Linked DNA regions of Sus scrofa: region 2 is linked to region 1. A link is a contact called in public HiChIP or PLAC-seq data. All regions are on one chromosome and are shown on one strand. Each heading gives the region's core, a stretch centred on a gene start, on an enhancer-like site or on the middle of the called end of the contact. The rest is flanking DNA. Distances are from core to core; before and after follow the strand shown. Region 1 holds the start of ZNF710 (zinc finger protein 710). Region 2 overlaps ZNF710 (zinc finger protein 710).

The links. HiChIP or PLAC-seq counts read pairs in DNA pulled down with a chosen protein or histone mark.
Region 2: an H3K27ac HiChIP or PLAC-seq map of alveolar macrophages shows a contact between it and region 1, with 3 times the contacts expected there. The contact joins the enhancer-like site here to the promoter of ZNF710 in region 1. A contact is called at or near these places in 1 of 5 promoter capture datasets (liver), 15 of 47 Hi-C or Micro-C datasets (alveolar macrophages, blood, fetal heart ventricle and 6 more) and 2 of 2 datasets of contacts at active chromatin or transcription factors (alveolar macrophages and skeletal muscle).

Annotation. Positions count from the first base shown.
Region 1 is chr7:55,571,108-55,576,172 of Sscrofa11.1, reverse strand. ZNF710 (zinc finger protein 710) reads right to left here and starts at 3,725. Exons shown (of 5, transcript XM_021098970.1): 1 at 688-3,725.
Region 2 is chr7:55,635,523-55,640,555 of Sscrofa11.1, reverse strand. ZNF710 (zinc finger protein 710) reads right to left here. Exons shown (of 5, transcript XM_021098970.1): 2 at 298-1,783. The coding sequence starts at 1,755. Among named protein-coding and RNA genes, the nearest start is that of IDH2, 38 kb to the left of the region's middle. Within about 2 kb of position 3,150, at least 52 of the 83 cell types and tissues checked have an H3K27ac peak or open chromatin away from gene starts, as enhancers often do. A contact at or near this core is called in alveolar macrophages, liver, retroperitoneal adipose tissue and 2 more, where this site is marked.

The DNA of each region.
Region 1 (5,065 bases), core at 2,476-4,975:
GAACGCCTTCAACAGGTCCCCCGGTCCGGAGCGCGCAGCCCCCAGCGTGCAGCTGGCCCAGGGGCGTCCCCGACACCCCGGCGGCGCGCCCAACCCTCCCCCACCCGGCCAGCGGGGACGCGCAGCAACCCCACCCGCCGGGAGAATAAAGTTTGCGGGCAGCCGGCGGGGCGGGGCGGCGCGGCAAAGGGGTGAAACTTTGAGTCCCGGGCCGGCGGGCGGCGGGGGGGGCGAGGCGCCGGGCGCCGGGACACCCACGTGCGGGCCCGCGAGCCGCGGCCGCCTCCGGGCCTCGCGCCCCGCCGCCGCCGCGCTTTCCTTTCATTTCAGCTTCTCTCTCTCCCTCTCTCTCTCTCTCTCTCTCTCCTTCGCGCGCTCTCCTCGCTCTCGCCCTCTTTCGCTCGCTCCCCCTCCCCCTCTCCTCCCCCCCACCCCGGACGCCATCTCTCCCTCTTTCCCCCGCTCTCCCTCTCTCCCTCCAGCTTTCCGGCATGAGGGAACGTGGAAGTGAAAGGAAAGACGACATGTTTGCAGCGCGGCGCGGGCCTGCGCGCGGCGTCCCCGGGGAGAGGCGGGGGGCGGGGCGGCCGCGGCCGCACGACCCACCCCGCGCCCCCCGGGTCCCCCGCCCGCGCACGGCCCCCGGGGGCTGCGGAGCCCGTGGCCTGGGCCGCGCGGGACACTCACCCTGGGTCCGGGCGCGGCTTCTGCGCTGGGGCCCGAGACGGGCCGGGGCCGGGGGCTCCTTGGCTGCCCACCGCCCGGGCTGCTGCTGCGCGCCCGCCGCCGCCTCCACGCGCGCCCGCCGCCGGCTCCTGCCGCCCTCCCTCCGGCTCCTCTTTCTCTCTCTCTCCCCCCTCTCTCTCCCTCTCCTCTCTCTCTCTCTCCCTCTCTCTCCCGCTCGCTCGCTCTCCCTCCCTGGAAGAAGGGAATGAGGCAGGGCTGACGTGAAGGGATGCAAAACAGCTCCTCCTAACCCGGCTCGCGGAGGAAGAGAGACAGAAAAGCAGCCCTTTTATCTCTCTTTTGTGTTCTCACTTCCTTCCACCCCCCACCCCCTCCTGTCAGCCCAAGTTTTCTTTTCTCTTTCTACCGCAGAGAGGATTTTTCTTCCTTTCTTTCTCTTTCTTTCGGTTCAACTCTCCCACTCAAATTGAAAGCCTGGAGGGTTTTCTCTTTCCTTTTTTTTTTTTCTTCCCTCTTTTCTTCCTTCTTCCTCCTTTCTTATTTCTCTAAAAGGGTTTTGTTTGCTGTGGGAGTTTCGTTTGAAAATCAAGTCACGCCTTTTTTCCTCCTTTTCTTTCTCTCTCTCTCTTTTTTTTTTTTTCTCCTCTCAGCAGAAAAGGGGAACAAAGATTAACTGAAGCGGGGGAGCGTCAGAACCTCGCATGGAAATGGGGGGCCCGGGCCGGCACAAAAGAGCCGGGGGACCCCCCACCCCCACCCCGTGGGAAGCCTGGTGGGGGTGGGCGAACTGGGTGCTAGGTGCCGGCTCCAACCGAAGTGCGGGCGGGGGCCGCCGTGCCCGCCCCTCCCTAGCCAGAGGTGGAAGGCTGGGTGTGTTCTTTACTTATATATTTTTAAAGTAGGCAGATGGGCTTGGAACAAACATCCCCGCAGAGCACTGAACTGTAAAAAGCCTTTAAACAGCTGTTTGCAGAGCCCTGGACGTCCAGACTCGAGGGAGCGGTGCGGGCTGCGAGCGCCAGGGCCCGGGTGGGGCCGGGGCTCGGAGGAGCCGCTGGGATCGGCTCCTCGTGGGCTCTCCAATACCAGGGCCTGAGCCTCGGCCCCCAGGCGCACTGCTGGGGGGCGCCGAGGCGTGGCCGTTGGCAGCGCTGGGGTCGGGCTCCCTCTGCCTCCTTGCAGGGCCGCGGGGCTTGGCACAGCCTGGCCTCCCTCCTGGCTCCTGGGCTGGCCGGACCCTCGGCTTCCAACCTCCTGGAAGCCCGCCACTCCCAGCCGCTTCTTCACTCCAAGTCGTCGGACAGGGCTCGGCAGAGCCGCCAAGAAGGGCCAATTCTTCTTGGGGCGCCTGGGCGTGTTCCCAAGACCTGCTCTGCCTTCTGCTTCTGCAGAGAAATGGGGAGAAGACAGGGGAAAAGTTCCCAGAGCAAAGTTGGCCACATATCTCATTTTCCCAAGTAAGAATTGAGCACCTGCTGGATGCCTGGCCCTTGGACTTAGGCTGTGGCCAGGGCTTGGGGAGAAACGTGAGTCTTCGCGGGCCCCAAGAGTTTCCGCAGGAAACAATGCCAGAGAAGGCTGTAGCTCAGGACCAGGTCATCGAAAGGAAGGAAAAGCCTGGATCCTCTCCCCTCCCTTCTCTCTTCCTTCCCCTTCTCTTCCTTCCTCCCGGCTGCGTCTCCTTGGCTCCACCCCTTCTCATCAATTCCTCCCACACTTCCCTGCTCTCCCTGGCTTTTCACTGGAGGGTCCCTTCTCCCAGCGAAGAGCAGATGCTGAGCCCCATTGTCTCTCCCCCAGTGACTGCAGCCTCCCAGGGACAGGACCTGCCGCGCTTCACCCCTCCCCCCAGCCCGCCGGCCTCGGCCTTTAGAGACTGGAGCCCCAAGGCCACTGCCCCTCACCCTACCCTAAACCAGCTCCTGGTGTTGAGCGATGACTCCAGTCACTCAGAACATGATTTGTTTCTGACCGGGAGTGAGAAAACAGTAGCCTGGGACTTTGCTTTAGCAAGAAGGACACCACGGTTTTTGTGTCAGTGCACTGAGTACACAGAGCATCCCCTACTGTGCCCTCTTGATGGGGGTACACAAGAAGCCACATTTCTGTCTTATAGCCTGCTTCATGCACCTAAGCTGTAGCCTCCAAATAAAGCAAAACAGCTGGGATCGTCAAGCATTCATGTGACAAATACTGAGGACCTACTCTGCTTGCTTGTGTGCTGAGCTCTGAAGACCTAACCATAACACATATGGTCTTGACCTAGGCTTTGCAAACTGGCAGGGGAAGAAAAAGGAAGACAGGCCACCATAATGCCAAATGTTATATGTCAGGATGAGTCAAGAAAGCACTTAAAAGGGTACTGGGACTAGGGTGGTCAGGGATGGCTTCCTGGAGGAGGTTACATCTCGATGCCTTTGCCAGGCAAATGCAGGGGAAGGCACAGCCTGTCCAAAGGCCCCAGGGCAAGAGAACACATTTTTACAGATTCTTGGAGCTGCCGCAAGTGTTTGCTGCAGTGGAGAGTACAAGTCGGGGAGTGGGGACACTTAGGTCAGTGTCAAGGCACAAGTAGGGGAGGGGAGTGTGTCAGGGTATAATTGGGGGAGGGGGCTGGGTATCAATGAGATGTTCAAGTTTTAGCCTCTCCCACTTGCTAGACGTCATGAACCTGGGTGATAAGCAGCTGCAGGATGACTTAAACTCGGTGTCCTTTCTTATAAAATGGGGATAAGACCTGTGGTCAACATAAGGCCAGAGACAGTGTCTTATGTTGAAGGGCCCAGGTTTACTTGACGCATATCCCTGGGCAACTTGACTTCTCTAAATATAAGTTTTCTCATCTGTGAAGTGAGAATGAAAACATTTAACCTCACAGGGTTTTCTTTCAGGCTTAAATGAGCCTGTACCTAGCTCAGTGTCTGGGACACAAGCCTCAATATGTGGTAGCTTTTATTCATTGCTATAAATCAGGGAGTGACAGGGAAGTGTTCTTACAACATAGAAATGAGATTTATGTTCTGGGTTGAAACTAGAGTGACTCACCATGCCCCAAACATGATGAGCTGGCCGTGCAGGAAGCATTCCTTCAGAAGTGCCCTGGCTGGGATTGGGGAACTCCTACATCTGATGAAGATGGCAAGGGTATCATCTCAGGAACAGGACCCGACTGGGAAGACTGTGACTACGAAGGTCTGGCTTCATCAGTGAAGGTGTAGCCTGCCTGAGAACAAATAGAAATCAGTAGAGAGGGAGCCTCGTAAAATCCTGGAGGGCCCCTAGGAGCAGACCCTTGGTTGTATTTGCCCCCAATGGAGAGAAGAAGACAAGGAGGTACATGCTGGGGAGGAGAGAGGGAGAAAGAGACTTTTGGCCCCTCCAGAGCCCAAATTAAATCTCTCAAAACCTCTCAGTCCTTTCCTTCATTTCCTCATTCTTCAAGCAGTCTGCAGATGGACTGTACACCAGCAAATTGCTCCCCAAGTCCAGGGAGATGCCGGGGCTCCAGTCCTGCATTGTAAAGCTTTTACACTTGTTTCTTTATGACACAAGTTCGTTGTGAGAGAATTTGATAATTCTAGGGAAAACTGGAAAAGAACCCCTGCAGAGGAATTTCCGTTGTGGTAAAGCGGAATCAAATCCGACTAGTATCCATGAGGATGGGGGTTCCATCCCTGGCCTCACTCAGTGGGTTAAGGACCTAGAATTGTTGTGAGCTGTGGTGTAGGTCAAAGATGCAGCTCCAATTGGACCCCTAGCCTGGGAACTTCCATATGCCACTGGTGTGACACCCCCCCAAAAAAAGAACCCTGTAGAGATATTATATTTTGGTATATATCTCTGGACACTTCATGTCTACATGTAAATGCACATGGTAATAAAGCTATGCAAGGTAGGAGTTCCCATTGTGGCTCAGCAGGTTAAAGACCCAACATTGTCTCTGTGAGGATGCGGGTTCGATCCCTGGCCTGTTCAGCGGGTTAAGGATCTGGTGCTGCCACAAGCCATGGCATAGGTTGCAGATGTGGCCCAGATCTGGTGTTGCAGTGGCTGTGGTGTAGGCACTGGCAACCACTTTTACCCAGTAATGTGTCACAGATGTGTTTCCCTGTCTGAAAACATCCACATCATCATTCTTAACGAATTAAAGAATCATCATTCTTAACGAATTAAGAATGATGTGGTTGCACCCACATGTTCATTGCAGCACTATTCACAATAGCCAGGACATGGAAACAACCTAAATGTCCATCGACAGATGATTGGATTCGGAAGATGTGGTATATATACACAATGGAATACTACTCAGCCATAAAAAAGAATGACATAATGCCATTTGCAGCAACATGGATGGAACTAGAGAATCTCATCCTGAGTG
Region 2 (5,033 bases), core at 1,901-4,400, 65 kb before region 1:
TGAGCTGTGGTGTAGGTCACAGATGCGGCTCGGATCTGGCATTGCTGTGGCTGTGGTGCAGGCCGGTGGCTACAGCTCCAGTTAGACCCCTAGCCTGGGAACCTACATATGCTGCAGGTGCAGCCCTCAAAAGACAAAAAGACAAAAAGACAAAAAAAAAATAAATAAATAAAATAACAACTCAGCAAGTGTTCAGCACTTTGGGACATGCTGGATGAAAGCGTGGCAGGAGCAGAGGGCAGAGCCTCAGGCCTGGGGCCAAGCCCCTGGGGAAGGGGGGCGGGCAGGAGGCCTTACCTTGTGGGTGAGTGAGTGCTGCTTGAGGTGGTGGATCTGGCTGAACTCCATGCCGCACTCGGTACACACGAAGGGCCGCACGTTCTGGTGCTTGAGCATGTGGTTCTGCAGCTGGCTGCGGTAGTGGAAGGACTTGTCGCACTCGAGGCACTGGTAGAGGGTGGGGCCCTGGTGGGAGGCCAGGTGGCGCTTGAGCTGGGTCAGGGTGGAGAAGTCCAGGCCACACTCGACGCACACATGGCAGCGGCCGCTCTCATGCTTCACCTCGTGGGCCTTGAGCTCGCTGGGGTAGGCAAAGCCGCGGCCACAGAAATGGCAGCTGTAGGGCTTGACCTCCGAGTGCAGCAGCATGTGACGCTTGAGGTGGCTGGTCTGTGTGAAGGCCTTCTGGCACACCTGGCACTTGTGCGGCCGGGTGCCCTGGTGCGTCAGCAGGTGTGTCTGCAAATGGCTAGGCTGCTTGAAGAGCTTGCTGCAATGCGGGCACGAGTGCGGCTTGATGCCGTTGTGGCCCAGGATGTGCGTCACCAGGTTGTACTTGGATGTGTAGGACTTCTCGCACATGCGGCACTGCCAGCGCTTCTGGCGGTCTCCCGCCTCCACCAGGTACGAGTCATCAATCTGCACGTTGATGTCCAGCCGGTCCAGTTGGGCCTTCTTGTGACGCTCCACTGTCGAGCCCGCCGCATCAGCCTCGAACTCGCCTGCCTCTTGCCACACGAAGCCCTGTTCTGGCTTCACGGGCTCCGGAGACTCCATGGTGGGAGCCTCAGGGTCGCTCAGGGGTGCCAGGTGCGGCGGTTCGAAACCGCACTCCGCCGGCAAGGCCTCTGGCCCAGGTAGCGCCATGCTCGGCTCGGGGAAGCTGTCCCGGGCCGGGTCAGGGAAGTGGGGGTCGTAGGGGGCTACGTCCAGCTCCGGCCGTGGGGTTCGAGGCAGGTGCCGAAGTGTCCGGGGCTTGCGGCTGAAGACGCTGAGGTCAATCATCTTGACGGCGCTGCTCTGCACCAGGGCCTCGCAGCCGCCACTGGCTACCTCGGCAGGAGCCTCTGCCGGGCCTGCATCCTTGTCGTCACCGGGCACTGACACTTCGTAGACCTCCTGCTCCTCCTCCTCCACTTTCTCAAACTTGACCTTGGGCACCAGCCGCACAGGCGGCCGCGTCTTCCGCCGGGTGTGCTTCTCAAAGGCCGCCTCCACCTCCAGCACCTCCTCCTCTGCCGGCTCCTCCAGGGCCCGCCCGTTGCAGGCCAGCTGGTAGACATCGGGGCCTGGGGGCCGGGGCTCCCCCATGGCCACCCCAGACAGCTCCGGCCCCAGGTCCGGGTAGAAGGCTTCGGCGCTTATGGTGGCTCCAAAGAGCTCATTTTCTGAGACGAGGCCCAGCACAGCGGCCTGAGCCAAGGACAGCACCACCACAGCATCCGTCTGTGTCCCTGAGTCCATGAAGCCCTCCATCCCGTGGCGGCTGGCTAGGAGGGCATCGCTGCAAGAGGAGAAGGGATCGTTAGCACTGCCGGCTCAGTGTTGCAGAGACAACAGACAGACACACTCAGCAAGGGCTCAGCCAATTTTGGGGTGTGTCTGTCCCTGATGTCTTTCTATCCCTGTCTTGAGAAGTGGACACTTGTAATTATGGGGAGCAATGACACCCTTTGTGTATCTGACCATCTCCTTCATCTCCCTGTGGGATCATGGCTAAGCCCTGCCTCCACGCATGCCTCAGTCTTCCCACCCTTGAAACAGAGAGGTTGGCTTTCTTCAGTGGTTCTCAAACTATGTTCTAAATGTCCTCCAGTAGTTCCTCAAAAACTGGATCCAACATTGCAAAAAAAATTAAGATTCTCCTATTCTAAAAACTGATTTTTTTTTTTTTAAGGCTGCACCTGCGGCATATGGAAGTTCCCAGGTGCTTAGGGGTTGAATTGGAACTGCAGCTGCCAGCCTACACCACAGCCACAGCAGCACCAGATCTGAGCCACATCTGCGACCTACACTGCAGCTTGTCGGAGCCTTAACCCCGAGCGAGGACAGGGATCAAACCTGTGTCCTCATGGATACTAGTTGGGTTTGTTACAGCTGAACCACAATAGGAACTCCTAAAAGCTGATTTTTACAAAACCCATCTACTGAAATGGAATACATATACTTTGTCCCAACACATCCAGTAGGCCCACTCGCTTTACAGCCAAGGTGTAATTAATTTTGCATAGACTTTGAGACTGTACAGTGAGGTAGGTGTTAAACAATAGCCACCATTTGTAATGGCTTGGCCATGTGAAGGAAGCATTTGGGTTTTTTCACTGGGCCAAAACAAGGCAACACACAAAAATAAATTAGGTACCGAGGCCGATCTCAGAGAGCAGGTACTGCCATCAGCCCTTATGCTAAATGACTGTGTCTATCACAACAGGTCATTGTTCTTGATTAGTTAAATGTGAGACATTTAAGTATCTAAACTCATTGATAGCATAGCTTGTGTCTGATTTGTACACTGGAATCCCATGTAAGATCTGATTTGGAAGACTGGTTCTGTGACAAACCAGAATAAGTTTGAGAAAACCGGCTCCCAGGTTCATGGTCAAGCACTCAGATTCAACAGGTGTTTTTGAAGGGTCGAAACCTCGGGGGCAGTGGCTTCCAGCCTTCCTAGGGGCTCCAGCGGCGCCACAGCCCTCCATGCCCTCCAACCTTTGCACACGGGAACCGCTCCAACTCCCCCGCCCCGCCCCGCCCCGCCCCGCCCCTGGCTCCTCCTGCCAGCCCCCCAGGCTTCCCAGCCCTCCCCACAGGCCCGGATGTGGGAGGGCCTCAGATACTCATCAGATTGTACCCCGCCCCCAGCTCCATAAGGAAGGGGGACTGGGTGGCTCCCGCCTGCCTGCCTGCCTGCCTGCCTCGCCCGCTCTCCTCCCAGGCCAGGGTCAGGTGCACGGCCGCTGGCGGCGGCAGCAGCGGCGGCGGCGGCGGCACTTCCTCAGGAAATGCGCTCCGGCCGGGGCCTGGTGTCTCCCTCCCCCCACAGGCCAGAGGAGCTTCCCCTTCCTGAAGCAGCTAAAAATAAAATACCCCAGAGAGACATTTAGCCTCCTTGAAACAGACACTAAAGATGAAGCGTAAAGCGGGGCTCTCATGGAAGAGGGCTGATAGAACGAAACCTCTGCGTCCACCTTGAACAGACTGGGGGGCCTGATTCAGAGCTCACCTCCCACCCTCCGTGGGAAAGAGCACTCAACTGGGAGTCAGGCAGCGTGGCCTCAGGTCCCAGCTCTGTCATGTGCAAGTGACTAAGCAAAGTTCCCTCAAAGTCACTTTTGCATCTCAGTTTCCCCATCCCCACATGGAGATGCAAACACCTACCCATGGAAGGGTAGTGAGTGCCGAGGCCGCAACATAGATGAAGGGGGTTAGTTAATTACAAAGCCCTCACCAAATGTAAAGAATCACTTTTATCCACCTAGATCTCTGGATCTTTTCTCTTTTTGTCTTTTTAGGGCTGCACCTGAAGCATATGCAAGTTCCCAGGCTAGGGGCTGAATCAGAGCTACAGCTGCCGACCTACAACACCAGATCCTTAACCCACTGAACGAGGGCTCATGGATACTACTTGGGTTCGTTACCGTTACTCTTCTGATGAAAACCACAGAGCTGAGATTTCTCTATTCTGGGGCCCTAAATTCAGCAAAGGTTTGGGTGATTCTGCGACAGCTGCTAGGCACTGCGAACTCATTCAAATATTTGCTAAGTCCCTGCTATGGGTTGGGCCCTGCGCTTAGAGGGAAAGGTGGACGAGGAGGATCCCTGCCCCCAGGGTGTCCAGAGCAGACTGCTGTGCCCCTGGCAGCTTTTTGTGTCTGCTGTGGGTTTGAGAAAATGAGCAGCTCAGCGCTTTTTCTAGACTTCCCCAAAGGCAGGGCCAGGGGAGCAGAGGGATGGACCCTCCACAGCAGAGCCTCTGGTCAGGACTGGGCCCTGGATTCCAAGTTCAAATCTGGACTGTGTCCTCTTCTAGCTCAGGCACATCTGTCACATCCTGAGCCTCGGTTTCCTCATCTCTGCGGAGGAAGTGGTGCCTGACTGCCGGGGTAGTGAGATGAGATGAAGAAAAGATGAAGACATCGGTGGCAGGGTTAGTTCCCTACCCCCTGGGCTTTGCTCCCGGCCCCAGTCCCCGGCCCCACCCCTCTTCTGGCACCTGCAGGGAACAGGAGCAAAGAGACACTTAACATGGCTTTGTTGGCAAATGAGCAGGCAAACAAACAAACACACAAAGCTGGAGCCAGAGCACAGGCTGGGTTTGGTTCCCTCAGGGAGGGTAAGTGTGTAACTTACAGAAGGAACCTTCTGAGAGTGAAAAGGGCCACTGCTAGGGCTTACACCAGGACCCCAGGTGCAGGCTGAAGCTGCCCTTGGCCACCAGCATCATCCTCCGTCCTCCCGTGGGAGCTGCGGGAGGTTTCACTTTGGGGCTGCACCTGGTGTAAAAGGGGACCTGCCCACAGCTCTTGTTCCTGAAGAGTTCGTGCCCAAGTAGGGGGACACAGAGGTGCCAATAACCGACCACAGACTCGGTGGCTGAGTGCTCACCAGGTCCCAGGAGAGCCTTTTAATCCTAAACAACTCCATGGGGGTGGCATGGGGTGGAGGTAGCAGGCAGCGCACCCCACAGCCCAGACATCCAGGTCATGCTCCAGAGTGCCCTGGCAGTGAGCGCTGAGCTGGGTCAGCACCAGCTC